Linked DNA regions of Mus musculus: region 1 is linked to region 2. A link is a contact called in public HiChIP or PLAC-seq data. All regions are on one chromosome and are shown on one strand. The core of a region is the stretch at or near the end of the contact, and the rest is flanking DNA. Distances in the headings are between cores, read along the strand shown. Region 1 overlaps Rapgef4 (Rap guanine nucleotide exchange factor (GEF) 4). Region 2 overlaps Rapgef4 (Rap guanine nucleotide exchange factor (GEF) 4).

Region 1 (3,200 bases), core at 587-3,086, 87 kb after region 2:
TTCTCTTGCTCATCAGAAATAAGAGCAGGGAGGATTTGAAAGTCACAGTGCAGTAGCGTTTGTCTGTGGACTCTGATGGACTTGCTAACTGTTGAGCCCACAGAAAGTTCAAGAGCTGGCACGTTCCCCATCCTGATCCCCAGTTTAGCCTTTCACGTTGCTTTCCATGCCACAGGCCTTCATTAAGCCCCTGGACCCTGTTGGATGTGACTGCCATGACTTTCTTTATGGCCCTGGATTGCTGGCGTCTGCTCTGAGCGCTGTGTCCCTGTCTAGCTTGTTATTCTTGTCTCTTGGCTTAAGATGTCGTGCCTTGAAAAAGGGTTCTGTGAGCAAACACTTGACTAAAAAGAATCACCCTGCTTTCAAAGAGGTCTGAATATGGTTTTCCGTGAGGCCTATTACAAGGCCTCATCTACCTCATTATATCTGCATGGGCGTTATTGTGCACCTTGTAATGGAAGCTGGATTCATATTTTTCATTGCCTGATTAGTATTTCTAAATTGGCTCACTTGCCAAAAGGAGTATTTTTTTCTCACTGCTTTCCCCTTTCACTGGTAATAGAAACATAATAAAATGCAGTTGAAATAGCACCCCTTCCCTAAAACAAACAAAAACCAATTATGGCTAGTCCTGGGGGAAGTCTTCAGGGGAGACAGCCAAGAAAATGCAGAACGCTTCTGCCCTTATCTGTCCTCACTGCCTGCCTTTGAGGAGCACACGTTCACAGCCTGGCGTGCACTCTTTCGTGCCCACAGGAATTTCTGTCAACACGTGAGAGTGTGTTGAAGTGTATGGAATTTAATCAGAGAGGGCCCATTCCTTGCCCAGCCCCTTGCAATGTATGCATTCTAGCTACAGGTCAAAACAGAGGTCAGCTCTTGGACACAAACCAAGCAGTCATTAATGAAGCCTCTGGGCTGTAATGGCTTCCCATATGCTTTCCTCTTCTGTACCGAACAGGAAATATGCAGGGGATATCGGACAGTTAGCGGGTGGGAGGTCTGGGGTACTGCGTAGTAAGACTCTGCCCCAGTCTGTGGCTGCCATGACCATGTGGGCCTTCAGATCCTGTCTGTGTCCTTCCTGTGCTCTGGGTTGGTCTCTGCAAGCATGTTTCCTGGCTTCCTGTCCTCCAGGCTGGTTTTCTTGCTTTGGTTTGCTATTTTTCTGTCTCTCCTGTTTAACCCAGTCATTGACATAACAGAATGATCCCTTATCTCTCTAGTTTCTGAACAGAGGGGTATTGGGTATGAGTAAGTCTTGCCTGCCTCTTGGCAATGGGTAGACCAGTGGTATCAGTAGCGGTGGCCATGCCTCAAGGGGTTCTTGAGACCCTCCAAGTTCCACATCTTCTATCTTCCCCTGCTATCTTCCCGAGGGCTTCCTCTGTCAACACGGGACTTGGCTGAGGGGATCTGTCTGGCTTCCTCATCTTCCCTTACCTGTAAAACTATTTCCCAGCAGAGAATTCCCTCACGAGTGAGGTCTCTGAGTAGTTTCTATTGCCCTGCATAGACTTCTGTGACACTCTTTCTCTGGCATATTTATTTTATACCTGAGGTATAGCTCCTCAAGGGTAGATGTTTTATTCTTATCAAGTTGTGTCTTAGTTAGGGTGTCTATGGCTGCAGAGACTTCATGACCATGTCAACTTTTAATGAGGAAAATATTTAACTGGGGTGGCTTATAGTTCAGCGGTTTAGTCCATTATCCTCTCGGGGGCATGCAGGCAGTCGTGGTGTTGCAGAGGTAGCTGAGAGATCCGTAGACAGAGGAAGAGACAGTGAGCCACAAAGCCTAACCGGAGCTTCTGAGACCTCAAAGCCTACCCCCACCCCCACTCCCATGACACACTTCCTCCAATAAAGCCACACCTCCTAGTAGTGCCAGTCCCTATTGGCCTATTGAGACATTTTTACTTAAACCACCACAAGACACGTTTTAGAAAGTTAAGTATGACTAAGCATTCTGAGTGCTGTCAGTGAGTGTGGTCTCGGTTAGTAAAAGTGACTATTTATTGCTGAAAATTTGTAAAATCAAATCTGGTGTCTGGACTAGAAGGGCCGCCTGGCATGTTGTACCTACCCTTTTAAGTGAACTTCGGTCAAATAGAATACAAAATCTTCCAACATGAGAGCCAAGATATTTGTGAAAGAAAAGGGGTGGTGGTGGTGGCCGAGGCTGTGGTGGTGGTAACTGGTCCTTATGAGGTCGACACTAGAGCAGTGGTTTTCAATCTGTGGTTCGAGACCCCCCTCAGAGGGTCACACATCAGACATCCTGTCTATCATATATTTACGTTACATTTAATAGCAGTAGCAAAATCGCAGTTATGAAGCAGCAATGAATTAATTTAGTGGTTGGGGTCGCCACAGCATGAGGCACTGTGTTAAAGGGTTGCAGCATCAGGAAGGTGGAGAGCCACTGCTCTGGAGTGAGCTAGCAGTAGACTGAATGGTCAGCAATCCCAGACAGTAGCACTGTGAGCTCAGGCTAGTCCCTGCACACCTCTAGTCTCAGTTTGCTTAGTGAAAACCAAAGTAAAAGTGAAACGGAGCTAGCACCAATGAAGCGTGATAGACATGCGCAAACCGGGGCATACTCCAGGGCAGGTTAAACACTTAAACACTTCATGAGAATTACCACACTTTGTCTGCCTTTCCTAACTATTCACAAAATACAACTAGAATAAATTTCCTTATTGCTCTATAACATAGCCAAGGGGAAATTGACTTGAAAGGCAAGGGAAACAAGCTGAAAATAAGTAGATGGACCTAAAAGCAAAGTAGTCACACTAGTCCTGAGCAGGCCTTGGCCAGGGATGGTTTCCCAGAGACCCTGCTTGCTCCTCTCAGTTCTGTCTGCAACAACACTGACTGGCAAGCACTGGCACTTTCTCAGACTTCCTGAGTGAATGTGGTATCCCCTTCAAAATCAAAGTCCTCCTCTCTGAAGAGGCTATGCTCCCCGGATTCCCCTGCATGTGTCTGCCACAGGTTTTGTTTAAATCAAGGGGCATCCCTTCCTTAAAGCACCCATTCATGGCAATGCTCCAAACCCAGCATCTCTGAGGTGGAGAAGGTTGGAGACAGTTGGAGAACGTTGCTTTTCAACAGATGAAGCAGACTCCTGGCTCTGGAGGTGGTCCTAGGATTGCCCACCTGAAGAACCTTGTGAACAGTTTATGCCTTTAGAA
Region 2 (3,582 bases), core at 843-3,342:
CACTGGGGTGGGCTGTGACCTTTGAGATGCCCTTCCTTCCTTCCTTCCTTCCTTCCTTCCTTCCTTCCTTCCTTCCTTCCTTCCTTCCTTCCTCCCTTCCTTTCCTTCCTTCTTTCCTTCCTTCCTTCTTTCCTTCCTTCCTTCTTTCCTCTCTCTCTTTTTTTTTCCTTTTTTCTTCTTCAAGACAGGGTCTCCCCATATAGCTCTGGCTGTCCTGGAACTCATTATGTAGACCAGGCTGAGATGCCCTTCTTAATGATAGACAAATACTTCTAACCGTTCATTGGAAAGACATTATCCTGTGTTTGAGTTGATTCTATGATTGAAGAGTCTCTTTACTGTTCAAAATGAGCTTACACCTGAGGCAGCTCAGATACAGTCAATCAGTTGGAAGCCATGCATGGCGCTGCTGTCTGAGCTGGCGTCGTTGTAGAAAGCTAAGAACCAGTCCTATTTGTGTGAATCAAAAGTCACGACACTTCCCCTTTAACATGCATGCCACTTTTTATCCACATGAGCTTCCTTCTGTTGAGTTGGTGGTTTCATTTTTAGTGAAGAAATCAAGTTTAATTAAAACTTACTTGCCATTTAAGATGATAATTTGTTTGATTTAGCATTCTTAATTACCTTGGGTAAATTGCCCACATAATTCATTTGTTTTTAAAGTATTACTACGCCATTTGCATATTTTGAACGACACCACTTTGATGAAACGCTGGGGTGGAGTCAGGGCAGATGGTAAGGGGTCCGCCCTGGTCTGTTTGTTCAGCTGGAAGATCTTCATCATTCCGCTTACTGAGTTCTTGTAGATCAAAGTTAAAATCATTAGTTATGATGTGTCTGGGGGAAAGGGTGGCCACGTAGTCCCTGTGAGCAGCATTTGGGTCCGGCCAGAATGGATCCCCTAGAAACTCTGAAGATTTTATAGTCACAAGGTCTCTTCAGTGCTCAAGATGTCAGCCTACACACTCGAGGCTGTGTGGCTGTTCACGTCTAACGCATCAGGGGAACGTACAAATAGCTGGAAAACTTGCCTGAATTAGTGAAAAAAAAAGTGATTTTGACAGATGGTAGCCATTTTATTATTCTGAGTGTAGGGTGCCCATTAGCCAGTCCCAACAAACAACCATCTATGAGGGAGGACTTTAGGCACTCTTATGCAGAAGCGGATAAGACTGACTCTATATTTTATATCTACTATTTTAGGCTTTATTTATGAATTCTAGCTCATGTCCTGAGGGATGCTAGTTTGAGTATTCTCCAGGCACGCCCCTTTCCTTAGCAGAGGGGAGTGAGAGGTGTACTCAGGCTCTAGAAAACTGCTGGTTGGCACGGCATAGGCTCTGATTTACTGATGTCTAAGCAATTCAGCATCTTATCATTGGTTTCCCTTAAACTCTAGAAGCTGGTTCATAGCTTCTGACTATGAATAGTGATGATGAGGATGATGAGGATGAAGGTGATGAGGATGACAGAAATCATCACACCAGGTTAGACAGCTCCAGCATTTCTTCTGCCTGCAGTGAAACTGGGGAAAACACCCCAAGAAGCCCACATTAGTATTAGTTACACTCCCGAGTTGGCTCTGTGTCATGTGTCAGAAAGATGGGTCTCATACGCTCTGTCTTTTAGTCTAAGGGACCAATCATGGAAAAGTGTACATGCATTTTCCAGAACAGAGTAATGAGGTGAAGGAATGGCAGGGTTGCTTTTTGAGGACAACCTCTGGACCTATGCTTATGGCAGGAAACTGCTCCCCCCCCCCCAGCTCCTTGTTAAGTCTGCCACCTAAAGCAGCCTGTGTTCAAGAAGGTACTCTTCTTGATGAGAGTGCCTTCTTCTGTGCAGGGCGTGTCCTCTGGTCCCTTGTCAGTCCTCTCCTAAGGTTCAGAAGACCTGATTGGCTCACAGATGTAACTCTGGGCAAGTTGCTTGGTTCTCTGAATTTCCGTTTTGTTGCCTGCAAAGTGGTTGGCAGATGGATTCCATGTATTGAAAGTCTTTCTAACTACAGCTTTGTGGTCTAGATGGCATAGATCTATACGGCTTGTGGTCTGTATAGTTTTACAGGGTCTCTAAACATCCGTGGGGGTGGGAAGACCAGTTACTGGAGTCATATGCCGTCAGAAGGCATAGATTCTGGCTAACCAGACAGTCTTACTGGGAGTCAACCCTCAACTCCCCAGTGCTCTTAGTTCTGTGAGTCAGTAGAACATCAGTAGAATGAGCTTGTGACCTGCCCTGCCCTGTGTACTCACCCCATTGCTGTACTTGGTTCAAGGGAAGCTGGGAAGGATTTTAGCACTAAAAGCACCAGGGTTGTGATCTTGATGTTTAAAGCAAAACATAGAGGAGAGAACAAGAATCCTTTAATCTTAGTGGGCTCAAAGGAGAAAAAGACTAAACACGGTGGCTTTTAAATGTTGGTAGCATTTTACATTACCAAGAGGCTTCTCAATTTTATTTTTAGTTCTAAAGTAAAAGCATTCATAAATATTGAAAGTTCAAACAATATGCCGAAGCTACATTATAAAAATGTTCTCCCCACTCCCACCACTCCCAGCTGTCCACCACTGATGCTTGTATTTGTACATTCCCAGAAAGGTCTCTATGTAGATGTCAATACAGGTTTTCCAAAAGGGCATTAAGATGGAATACTACTGCTTGTGTTCTCCTTAACTTCCTTCATGGCTGTTCTGCACTATTCTGTGTAAACCACAGGAAGGTATATGCTCGATAGAACAACCCCAGGAAGCTTGTGTGGCCATATAGACAGGATGCATAAAAGCAGTAGAGCTGTTACAGCCTCACTTTGGAACACATGTCACTTTTCTGACTTTGGGACGTCTCTGAGCACTAATGGGTCTGTAAACATCACAGTGTTAACTTTGTCATAGCTGGGCCCCAGAGCAAAGATAACCTCATGTTTTAAGATAGCCTTTGCTAAGTGCTTTGGTAAATGAATGTATATTGTCAGTAGGCTAATACGTATATTTCTCATACTGCGTACTTATATGTATTTTTAGCATAATGATCACTGTGCGTCCGGCATAGTCTGGAGGCATGATTCAGTTCAAAGTCATATAACCCATTATAACAGATATAGAAAATAAATATTGTCCCATGAGATAACATGACTTGTCCATTTGAACAGTCAATAGCATCTGCATATAATGGGACTCTCACTTCTCTGACTTCATGCCTTTTATTTAATTTTTCCTGCATTATTACACTGGTTAAGGTAACTACATTAGGGGCCCACATTCTTTTCCTGTCATCGATTTTAGAGGAACTTTAGCACTTCACCATTAAATATGATTTCAAGTATAGACTAAGGATATCTTCTATGTCTTATTTGCTGAGAGATTTTTTTTTCATGAAGTCACTAAGATTACAAAATACTTTTATTTTGCAATTTTATTTTTTATTATTTATCACATTTTATTATTATTGATGACGTGTTGTAGTCTTACATTTTTAAAGTAAACTTAATATTTGTGCAAAATACTGATTTTCCTTGTTATACATAGCCACCTTAGACTTGCTAATATTTGTTAAGGAGAGTTAGGCCTGTGTTAATTG

Evidence for each region. HiChIP or PLAC-seq counts read pairs in DNA pulled down with a chosen protein or histone mark.
Region 1: a contact with region 2 is called in a CTCF HiChIP or PLAC-seq map of CD8 T cells, with 6 read pairs. The contact joins two enhancer-like sites. A contact is called at or near these places in 2 of 15 datasets of contacts at CTCF or cohesin (CD8 T cells and the NIH/3T3 cell line), 2 of 484 Hi-C or Micro-C datasets (embryonic stem cells and large pre-B cells), 4 of 115 datasets of contacts at active chromatin or transcription factors (CD8 T cells, the HPC-7 cell line and embryonic stem cells) and 3 of 9 other capture datasets (adipose tissue, liver and pancreatic islet).

What each region holds. Positions count from the first base shown.
Region 1 is chr2:72,168,860-72,172,059 of GRCm38.p6, forward strand. All of the region lies in intron 6 of Rapgef4 (Rap guanine nucleotide exchange factor (GEF) 4), which reads left to right. Among named protein-coding and RNA genes, the nearest start is that of Map3k20, 120 kb to the right of the region's middle. Within about 2 kb of position 1,837, at least 119 of the 459 cell types and tissues checked have an H3K27ac peak or open chromatin away from gene starts, as enhancers often do. A contact at or near this core is called in CD8 T cells, where this site is marked.
Region 2 is chr2:72,081,124-72,084,705 of GRCm38.p6, forward strand. All of the region lies in intron 4 of Rapgef4 (Rap guanine nucleotide exchange factor (GEF) 4), which reads left to right. Among named protein-coding and RNA genes, the nearest start is that of Gm29940, 28 kb to the left of the region's middle. Within about 2 kb of position 2,093, at least 22 of the 459 cell types and tissues checked have an H3K27ac peak or open chromatin away from gene starts, as enhancers often do. A contact at or near this core is called in CD8 T cells, where this site is marked.